Linked DNA regions of Bicyclus anynana: region 1 is linked to region 2. The links are chromatin contacts, called in public Hi-C maps. All regions are on one chromosome and are shown on one strand. Each heading gives the region's core, a stretch centred on a gene start, on an enhancer-like site or on the middle of the called end of the contact. The rest is flanking DNA. Distances are from core to core; before and after follow the strand shown. Region 1 holds the start of LOC112047813 (catenin alpha). Region 2 holds the start of LOC112046149 (zinc finger protein Xfin-like).

Region 1 (5,007 bases), core at 695-3,194, 190 kb before region 2:
ATGTCGAGGATACCTTATGCTTGCTTATACATAATAAAAAACAAAACTATAAGGGTTCTTTATTGACTACGGAACCCTGAATATAAGTGAAACATTATCTGTTAGATAAATAACAGGATATAGGACTATAGAATGAAAAAAATATTTGTTTATCAAAGGAAGTTTTATTTCATGACAATATTCGTAAATAATGCTGTAGTAAAATGTTGAGCACCCCTAAGTCAGCTGTTTTTGTTTATTTACATTGTTTAAAATACCTACCCGATCTGACTATAGGTTAGGTTAGCTTAGGTTCGAATCCGGTCCGGGGCATGCACCTCCAACTTTTCAGTTGTGTGCATTTTAAGAAATTAAATATCACGTGTCTCAAACGGTGAAGGAAAAACAATATGCGGAAACTTGCATACCAGAGAATTTTCTGAATTCTTTATGTGTGTGAAGTCTGCCAATGTGCATTGGGCCAGCGTGATGAACTATTAGCCTAACTGCGCTCTATAGTAAGCCAAATAGTGGGTAGTTAATGATGCATGAGAATAATAGAACAAAAAAATATAAAAACATAACCCTACAACAAAATAATGATTAAATACCACAGAGATTACTAAACCAAAACAGTTGTGGGGTTCCACTTTTTTTCTTACATTCATATTCTTTATATAAAATCAACTTACGTCTCTTCTTCTTTGCAGACTTGTCCTTACTATTGACCAGGGTGGTCACCTGGAGCACCAAGGGCTCTAGAGTCCGTTCCACTGACATGGTCCTGATCTCCAGGTTCTTGGGGTCCCACTTGAGGGTCAACTGGCCTGTGGTGCCGTAGGGGTCGGTTAGGGTCGCCATTGGTGACGGGGTTCTGGAATTTGTAATGTTGATCATAAATTGTGTGTTAGTTGTGTAAGAGTCAAATGTGTGTTGTATATGACTGCCTCATTGGTCCAGTTGTAGCTGGTTTGGCAAAGGAAAATAAGGTCGAGGGTTCTAATCGTCAGGCCAACAAAAAAAATATGTTAGTAAGAGTTTTTTTGTAAGAAAAATCTTAATTGTTGGTGTTGGTACACTTCCTTGTCTCGGAGCACGTAAAGTCATTGGTCCTGCGGTCATATCTCTCACCGGCTATGAGAAAGAGTTATTTGATCACAAGTCCAGGACTCTCCTCAGAGATTTTCTCTCTGCCATGTGATGGATCTGGCATTAGCACAGTGAATCCATGGAATGTTAAGATTATTGTATTACTATCACTAATATTACAAAGTGATGAAGTTTGTAAGTTTGTTTCTTTGTAGTGGGCAATCTCTGGATCTAGGTACTAAACCAATATAGAATTTTTTTCATACAAATAACCACATATTCCCTCGGGAACGGGTAATCATATAGTGTATGGATATGTATAATTTCTTGTTATGGTTGTTAGTCATTTATTTAACTCAATGACTATACCGATACGAATGATTGCATTGATAATTTTCCACTACTTGTGAAAGTAAACTACTGTTATAGGTGACTCATCCCACTAAACTACAGCCCTTACTAGACATGTTAGGTATCAAATACGAGTGTTTACTACAAATTAAACCAAATAACACTGAAATTTTGATAAATAACGAAATGAAAGTGATTTTAAAATAAACAAAACATTGGTCTACAATATTAATAACGCGACCAATTACGATAGGTCGTTTTTACGTTTAAAAACAATACTGAAAAGCGAACTTTTTTATTTGGTCGAGTAAAATATTGACATTGATTGTGCTCGCATTTACCTTAGTTTGGACGATATTTTGAAGGAAGTCCGCTATTTAATACAATGCACGACACTTATAGTAATGTAATACACAAAATTTAACACACTTCACTTAAAATAACGAAGATTTAATCACGAAAATGTAGGAAAATAACACGAAATACCTCACAAAGGCGTGTCAAAAACAGTGGAACTGTGTTGCCAGATTATAATGGCTTAAAAACAGAAACAAATTATTCATCATTGCCAGTTTAGAAATAAGCTAAAGTTACACATAAATGGTGCTTTTACACAGTGCAAGTAACTTATTTGCATTTTTTAATGTTTGACAGTATTTAGCATTTATTAAATGTTGTAGAATGTAGATTCTTTGTTTCAAAATTTAACAGAATTGTTTTTACGGCCACGTGGCTGCGGAAATAAAACCAGCCCACGTTAACCCATGTAATGACATTATTGTCTTTTGTCCCGAAAAACGAACAAATTGTTCTTCCTATCATCTTTTCTACCAAACCTAAAGTCCTAACCTAGTCCCCTTGCCGCTTTAGTAACTGCGAATTTAGCATACCATGACTTACAAGCATTAAACACAAACTATTAATAAACATTTATTTTATTTCAAAGCTCCTAAATCAAATGCATTATCCATCACTTCGAATATGTCCGTATAAGCGACCGTGGTGGTAGCAATAGTTGTCGGAGAAGTGAAAAATTTTCCGAAATCTGCTCTCATTTGCTGTTCTATAGCATTCTTTTTAGCACCGTCTTCTACATCGGTAACTTTGGGATTAATCAAGAACTTTTCTACTTCATGAGGGATAGTTACATTATCTGCAATAGTCACTTTATTTGGTATTTTAATCTTCGTAACTAGTTTTTCTTTAATTAAATTTTTAGTAGTTTTTGGATTAAGACGTCTTTTTGGATCGTTTGTTTTAGTTTGATTCAGTTTACTAAATGTACTATATGGTTTGCCTTTGATTAACTTTTTAATGATTCTTGGTTTTACATTGGGTTTTTGCGAGATATTTACTTTTAGCCCTTCAATTTGTTTTATTGTACGCCTCGTGTTTATTTTTAGTGTTATGTTCTCTACTTTAGATTGATTTTGTTTGAAACTTTTTCTAGGCATAGCAGACATTTTATCATTAATTTTCAAATCATCCTTACCGATAATTTCATTTATATCATCACTCTCAGTGATTTTATTAACTGTTATAGTAGCGTTTTCCACTTTGGTAGTAGAGTACCGAGGTTTGCTATAAGCAGTTTTCGTTGGAGCGCTATTTTCAATTCTACTTTTAATATAACTATTCAGACCACTCTTACGGTTGTTAGTAATTATATTTGCGTCAGTCATATCTTTGACTTCGTAAGTTCCTTTAAGAATTTCTATTTCAGTTTTTATTTGAGTAACGGGAGGTAAATAAGTATCTGTAGGTATCATTTTAGTAATGGTTTCTGATTTAAATGGATATTTGTTTATATTATCTGTACTTGACTTAATTGTTTCAGTTATATCAGTGCTTAAAATAACTTCGTCACTTAAATCAGTTTCTCTCGAACGTTTATATTCTCTGTTTCTTACATTATAATTTTCAATAGATTCTGCAATTCTTGAAACGGCTTTTTTGAATTTATTTTTGACTTTAATATGTTTGTCACTGTTTCCCGTTTTTGCTATTTTCTTGAGTCCTCCAACACGTTTCTTTTTTATTAATATAGGTTCTTCGGCAAGTCTGTTGTCTAGCTTAAATTCTTTGTGTATAACTTTAACTTCACTAGAACCAAATTCTTTTTTCATTACTTTAGATTTATTTTCTAAAGTTCCGACGTCACCAAGATCAATTTTATCATCGTTATCAATTCGATCTAAATAATCCTTAACTTGATGAACACGATGGTACATATTGTTATTGTTACTAACTTGGTTTGAAACACTTTCGGTAACTATTTGGGATTTATTGTATTCACTATTATACAAATTACCAAAGTAGAGACCTTCTGTATGTTGTATTGTAAGTGCCTTTCTTCTTGTATTCTGATCTTTAGCTGATTTCAATTCTAGAGAGTCTCTATTATTATTCAATCTTTTGTTGTGCATTTTTTTTCTGAAAAGCCAAGATAAAAATTATGAAAATGAACTTTTTTTTTCGTTTTTATAGGAATAAGGGGATAAAATAAAGCTTCAATTACTCGCCAATAATGTAGTATCCATTGAAGAAAAAAATAAAACCAGTTTAGTGATATAGGCTTAATAGCGTCACAAACAAAAGCACATTTGCATTTATAATATTAGTTGAGAATAATTTATTGTTAACATTATGAAAATGGACATGATTATGTACTTTTTATGAAGGCTGAAAATTTGTTTGTGTAGTAGCCAATTATGTGGCATAGACCGTGGTGCTTTGGAACGTAGAAAGATTCAAGCGTCTTCAATAATTAATCAAACCTTAAAAATACCATTAATTTTTTCAAGAGAACTACAAGAGTCTCTGTCGAAGGGTTTCTCCACAGTCCAAACTTCATAATTAGTTATTATAGGTAATTAAAGGTAACTACCATAGTTACCTTTAATTACCTATTAGTTAGTTAGTTAGGTGCCAAGGTGCTGGAATGGCGACCCCGCACTACACTACAGTGTTAGTCGACCCCCCACCAGGTGGACTGACGACATCAAGCGAGTCGCAGGGATTCGCTGGATGCAGGCGGCTCAGTATCGTGATGTTTGGAAGTCCCTACAGAAGGCCTATGTCCTGCAGTGGACTCCATCGACTGATATGATGATGACCATAGTTACCATACAAAGTTCGTCACTTTCATCATTATCATCCTCATCATCATCATCATTAACAGCCGGTGCACGTCCGCTGCAGGACATCGGCCTCTTGCATGGGCTTCCAAACACAACGGTCTCGAGCCGCCAGCATCCAGCGGCTTCATGCAACTTCCTTGTTGACCAACACCGCGCTTTCCGGTGCGTGGTCGCCATTCCAGCACTTAGGGGGCTTCTTCTCACTCTCAGCCTTTTTTAAATGAGGGTATGTCTAGCTATCGAAAGTCTATACCTTCGCGCTTTCATAGAAGTATCCTTCCTAAAGTAAGGAGTGAATTTAATCATTTTATCTTTAAAATTAACATCTATCTCGGCGTTATGACTTATTTGTGCTAATTTTGTTCTTTTGAGTTTGAATTTATCTATATTATCTCTCGTAACATGTTTTATAATATTATCTTCATCAAAAGGTACTGAGACCAGAGTA
Region 2 (5,631 bases), core at 3,112-5,611:
TTAGCAGCTAAATGTATGCGCAGTGAATAGTCCGACGAGAAACTAGCGCTGCACAGATGACATTTGAATTGGGAAGGTTCCTCGGCACAAATTTTGCGATACACATCTGTATGACGTAGTTGCACGTGTAAATTGTACAACTTGCCGTTTTTGACTTTGAAGTCACATATCCGGCAGCGAAAGTCAGTCAATTCAGGTTTCACTTCACCCATATCCTTTATGCAGTGAAAGAGAACCAAATGTGTCTGTAACTTGATCTTCACTTTGAAATGACAAGTGCATATTCTACATACGAAGAACATACCCGGAAGATTTGTAGTGGTTTTCAAATTTGAACTATCGTAGTGTGCCATTTTGTTTGCATCACTACCTGAAACTTTACGAAAGGATTTGTTCGGTAATAATTCATATGTGTGTTTTAGCAAATCTATATCACTAGGGAATATTACATTACAGTGATTGCATAACAATTTGTTATGGTGTTCGTTGTAAGCATATTTGCTTGTACTTTTGACAGCTATATTCTTTGGAATGACATGATCGATTCTTTCTTCTTTGACAGCTACCAAAAAGGAGTGCACTGTCATTCGGTGAGCGTGCAAATCATTATCGGTGGCGAAGAGTATCTCACAATCTTTACAAAAACATGGGTTGTTTTCTAGAAAGTTCTTACAGTCCTGTAAAACTACTGAAACTTCTGGAAGATCATGCACAGATTCATTGTCAGTATAGTCAGAATCGTCCAAACTGTCTGGTGTTTTGGTGCCGAGTATAATTTTGTTAGGAAAACGTTGCTCTTCCAACAATCCCTGCAGTATACTTGTCTCTGGATAGACATTTTGGTCACTCACAATTGGAAGAGTTACATCCATTGTCTCTGGATACACATCTTGGTCAATCACTGCTGGAACAGTTACATCTATTGTCTCTGGATAAACGTCTTGGTCACTCACCTCTGGTTCCGCAGTTACATCCAGAGATGCATCAGGATTGTCTTCTTCAAATACTGTTGTTTCTGATTCTGATTCTTGTATTAGTGTTGAAGTACTAGGTTTGGAGCCAACAATGATTTTATTGCTGAGAGTTTTGAATTGATTGTTCTCTTCAAACACTATATTGTGATAATTTTCTTCAATGTCCATTGACATACCTGAAAGTTAAGAAAAATTTTAAATTAAACTATTAATTACTGATTTATTTGTTGAAGAATCAGGATGACTAAAAACACCATGTCTATTTTTCAATTCAATGACCATTTAGTTGAGTGCAATCTTAGACTGCATCATGTCTAAGATTCTATCTTACTTGGAGTTGGAGGTACAAGTTTATTCTATAATAATAATAATTTATTTATTTGCTGAATACTTACCAGACCTTACTTACTTACAGAAATTAAATATCACGTGTCTCAATCGGTGAAGGAAAACATCGTGAGGAAACCTGCATACCAGAGAATTATTTTAATTCTCTGCGTGTGTGAAGTCTGCCAATCCGCATTGGGCCAGAACCCTCTCATTCTGAGAGGAGACTCGAGCTCAGCAGTGACCTATATCTTCAACAGTTTCTACACAGCATTATATCAAAACACTAAAACGCTTAGCAGTATATGTTTGACGATCGGACGGACGGACCCACAGCTGATGCCTACCATCAGAACTGAACCAATTTAGAAATTTTGGAATCCTAAACTGAGGTGAGGTGGGAATCGAACCAAGGATGTTTGGAGAACTCTGTTGGAGGACTCTCTCAGGACCAACTGTGCTAGAGAGGTCACAGCATAAAACTTGGAAAAAGACAGGAACATCCTCTATTTCACCTATATCACACTCAAATTCACCAACAAATATGTCTGTATGTTTTTTGAGAGGGACGAGGTAAACTCACACATTGAAAATATTTAACACCAATAAATATATCCTTACAGCACACAACAATAAATTTTCAAATCATACAAATAATATACACACGTGTAATTTTAATTTAAATATATAAGGCAATTAGGTTTGTGCTCAACTGTGTATTGTTCATACATTAATTTTACCAATCTATATATCTATACAGTCATGTTATAAAGCTGAAAAGTTTGTTTGTTTGTTTGAACGCGCTAATCTCAGGAACTACTGGTCCGATTTGAAAAATTCTTCCAGTGTTAGATAGCCCATTTATCGAGAAAGGCTATAGGTTATATGTTATCCCCATATTTCTACGTTAACGGGAACCACGCTGGTGAAATCGCGCGGCGTCACCTAGTATTTACATATGCAGTTCTAGACAATCAAATAAGCTGATCTGCCTCAAATAGATGTTTTCAAGATGTAGTGCTGGAGGAAGCTCCAGCTTAAAAACGGATAACATGAACTTATTAAATTTTTAAGAGAAGCTAAATTTGGTTTGAGATTTGCGAATAGGTGGTGGAATGTTATTCCAGCATCGCATGGCGGCATATTTAAAACTGCCCCTAAAAGCCGCAGAGCAATGCCACGGGACCCTAGGAGGCTTTCTTGTGTATCTATACTGCTCATGAGGTCGCAACCCTCAGTGATGAGGATCACAATACAAGGAGGTGGTAGAACTTCCTCAGAGCTCTATAATTACACACCTTGTTCGTCATAGTCCTCTATTTCAGTCTTGATATTGGAGATGTCCAGGATCATGTTCTTGATGAGTGGGTTGTCCAGGACATTGTGCTCTTCTATGTCTATGTCGTCCTCCATTGTTTATGGTAAAGCTGAAAGCAGAGACAAATATTTTAGCAGAGGAGTTTTGCAGGAAAATTGTGAGAATCACATCAATGGACGGCTTCTGTGGCTCAGTGGTATGTGCTGTGGACTTACAAGACGAAAGTCCTGGGTTTGATCCTCAGCTGGGCCAATTGAGGTCTTCTTAATTGTTCCAGGTCTGGCTATTGGAAGGCTTTGGCCGTAGCTAATTACCAGCGTACTGAAAAAGACATATCAACAAGCGATTTAGCGTTCCGGCATGATGTCCGCTTCCATCTTAGATTATAGTCAAGGGCTAACTTGTAAAGAAAAAAAATAGTTTTCATTAATTTGCTGCATTTTAGACTTTTATTGCTTTTTTTTTCTTTTTTTTATTCTTTACAAGTTAGCCCTTGACTTCAATCTCACCTGATGGTAAGTGATGATGCAATCTAAGATGGAATCGGGCTAACTTGTTAAGGGGAGGATGAAATACTACATAATGTCATATCGGAATGCTAAGTCGCTTGGCGGTACATCTTTGTCGTTAGGGTGGTAACTAGCCACGGCCAAAGCCTCCCACCAGCCAGACCTGGACCAATTACGAAAACCTCAATGGTCAAGCCAGGGATCAAACCCAGGACCTCTGTCTTGTAAGTCCACTGCGCCACGGAGGCCATCATAAAGTAAATTGCATTAGGTATATTGAATATAGATGAACAAGAATGGTTTAAGTGATTAATGTGATTTTGTCGGTGGACTCAAACTATTTAGTAAGGTTGCTTTACTTTAGTAAGACAGACTTTTGACCACTTTTGCCCTAGTAAGGCACATTATTTGATTAAAATTATACTTGATGACTGCCAGACTGTATTGTGAAGCCATATTAAAACAAAAACAAATCTTAGTCAACCAACCCAGAAAAATCTTAGCTTTCCATGTATTCACTGTGCTGGTGCTGGGTCCATTATGTGGCAGAGAAAAACAGAAGCAGAAGCAGGTGTAGGGTTAAGAAGTTTCTTTATTTTAAAATATTTTTAGGGTCAGTTTCATGAAAGGAAAAAAATATATACCTAACTTATAGGACTACTTTGTCGGTCTGCAAAAATAGATTGATTGTGATCCCAGAGTGATCAAATGATTGGAATAAAAATAGCATTCAGTTATAATTTTAGACTTACCTGTGTTTTGTATTTCACAAGTAAACTGCCATGTATTTAAAATGTTTAGCAAACAGGTCAAAACCCCTTGTGTTCTTCAAAATGCAATATCATTTAAAATATTCGTGTATTTGGTTCACATACTTTTCGTTTATATCCAATTGTTACGTATTCAATAAATGCGTTAATAATCACTGTTGAACCGATTCTAAGGTCTTAAATTACCAGGAACTCGTCGATAAGGTGCACTTTAACTGTAAATAAAGAGAAATAACGTAAAAACTAAAATGAAAGGGAAGCTGAATGATGTTTGGATTCGTTATTTCGTGTATCAATGAATAATAATTATAAAAAATTAAATTACCAAAGTATTTGTGGCAGTGTGTCTAAGTGTTTCGTGTTACCTATAAATTAAGCGGTTTTCGATTATAAATTAAATAAAAACGAATAATTTAATATCCATAGCTCGCTTTGGCTTCTGCAGCAAAAACATTTTTTTTAATTTTATAACCTCACCTATAGGCTTGAGCAAAAAAAATCGATGTATCAAAATATCGATATTTCTCGAAAATAATCGATACATACCGGCGATTTTTTTTGATATATCGATTTTCGATATTTATTTTCAAATATCAAAAACGAAGAAATGAATACATTTGTCATGGAACATGTCTATGCCCCGTTTGTGGTCTGTGCAGTGAAGACTGAAGGTCTTACAGTGGAATTCATAGACGTTGCAGGGGCACCATCAGGGGTTCATTCAGCCGCTGAGTGTCGAATTTAACTTTTATTTGTTTGAGAATTTGACACTCAACCGTTGAATGATCCCCTGGGGGTGGCCCTACAACGTCTATGAATTGTACTGTTAGAAGCCAGTGCTTAATAAATAGGTAGTACTTACTACGTACGTACTTTTGACAGTGCTTATTAAATTGGTAGAGGTTTCTTGGGCAAAATATATAGAAATATCGATATTTATCGACTAACTATCGATACGATATATATCGATATATTTTATCTACTTGCCCATCCCTACTCACCTCAACAGTCAACTTAAATCATAGACTTTATAAATCTATGACTTATATAATCTGTTCCTTTTCTGTTTAAGATTCTGTGGTTAAACCTTCCTTTGTCGTTTAGTTTATGGCACACTCTGACCATAGATAACTTGATACACTTGTTTAAGTGCTTTTACATGATGCATGTAGTTTGTGCAAGTAGTTTTGCATCTCAGACCAATTAAAGAAGAACCAGAATCGCACCTAAATTAACGAACAGAATTGTAATTTTTTGAAGGGGACGAGGTAAACTCACACATCGAAAATATTACATCATCATCTTATTGATAATAATCTTCTTGTATGAACTTCCAAGTACAAGGATCTCAAGCCGCCAGCATCCAGCGGCTGGAGGATATTAAGAGGGTAGCACAGTTCCGTTGGATGCAAAAATATTTAATACCAATAAAATATATTTTTCACTGCTCTTTTTTTGGGCGGTAAATCATCGATTTCCTATTAAAAAGTAGATGTACAATTAGCGACCAATAAATGTCCCCACTCAATGAGTGCCAAACACAACTTCTTGGCACTCAAATCAAGTAGTCGCATTTGCAAATTCAGCCTTAAACTCAATCCTTAAGGTAAAATTTGCTCTGTATTTGGGATTTTATTGAATATTGGACTATATTTGAAGGCCTTTATAGGTATAATTTTCTTAACCAATAATTCTAAAACTGTCAAAGCAAAATTGGCCAGTTTTTAAGTGAA

The links. A called contact is a pair of places that touch in the nucleus more often than the background predicts.
Region 1: a contact with region 2 is called in a Hi-C map of whole body, with 2.9 times the contacts expected there. The contact joins the promoter of LOC112047813 here to the promoter of LOC112046149 in region 2. A contact is called at or near these places in 2 of 2 Hi-C or Micro-C datasets (whole body and whole larva).

Annotation. Positions count from the first base shown.
Region 1 is chr27:7,187,130-7,192,136 of ilBicAnyn1.1, reverse strand. It overlaps LOC112047813 (catenin alpha), which reads right to left and starts at 1,944. Exons shown (of 24, transcript XM_024085071.2): 1 at 1,761-1,944; 2 at 672-853. The coding sequence starts at 840.
Region 2 is chr27:7,003,832-7,009,462 of ilBicAnyn1.1, reverse strand. LOC112046149 (zinc finger protein Xfin-like) reads right to left here and starts at 4,361. Exons shown (of 4, transcript XM_024082667.2): 1 at 4,224-4,361; 2 at 3,881-4,113; 3 at 2,600-2,728; 4 at 1-1,150. The coding sequence starts at 2,714.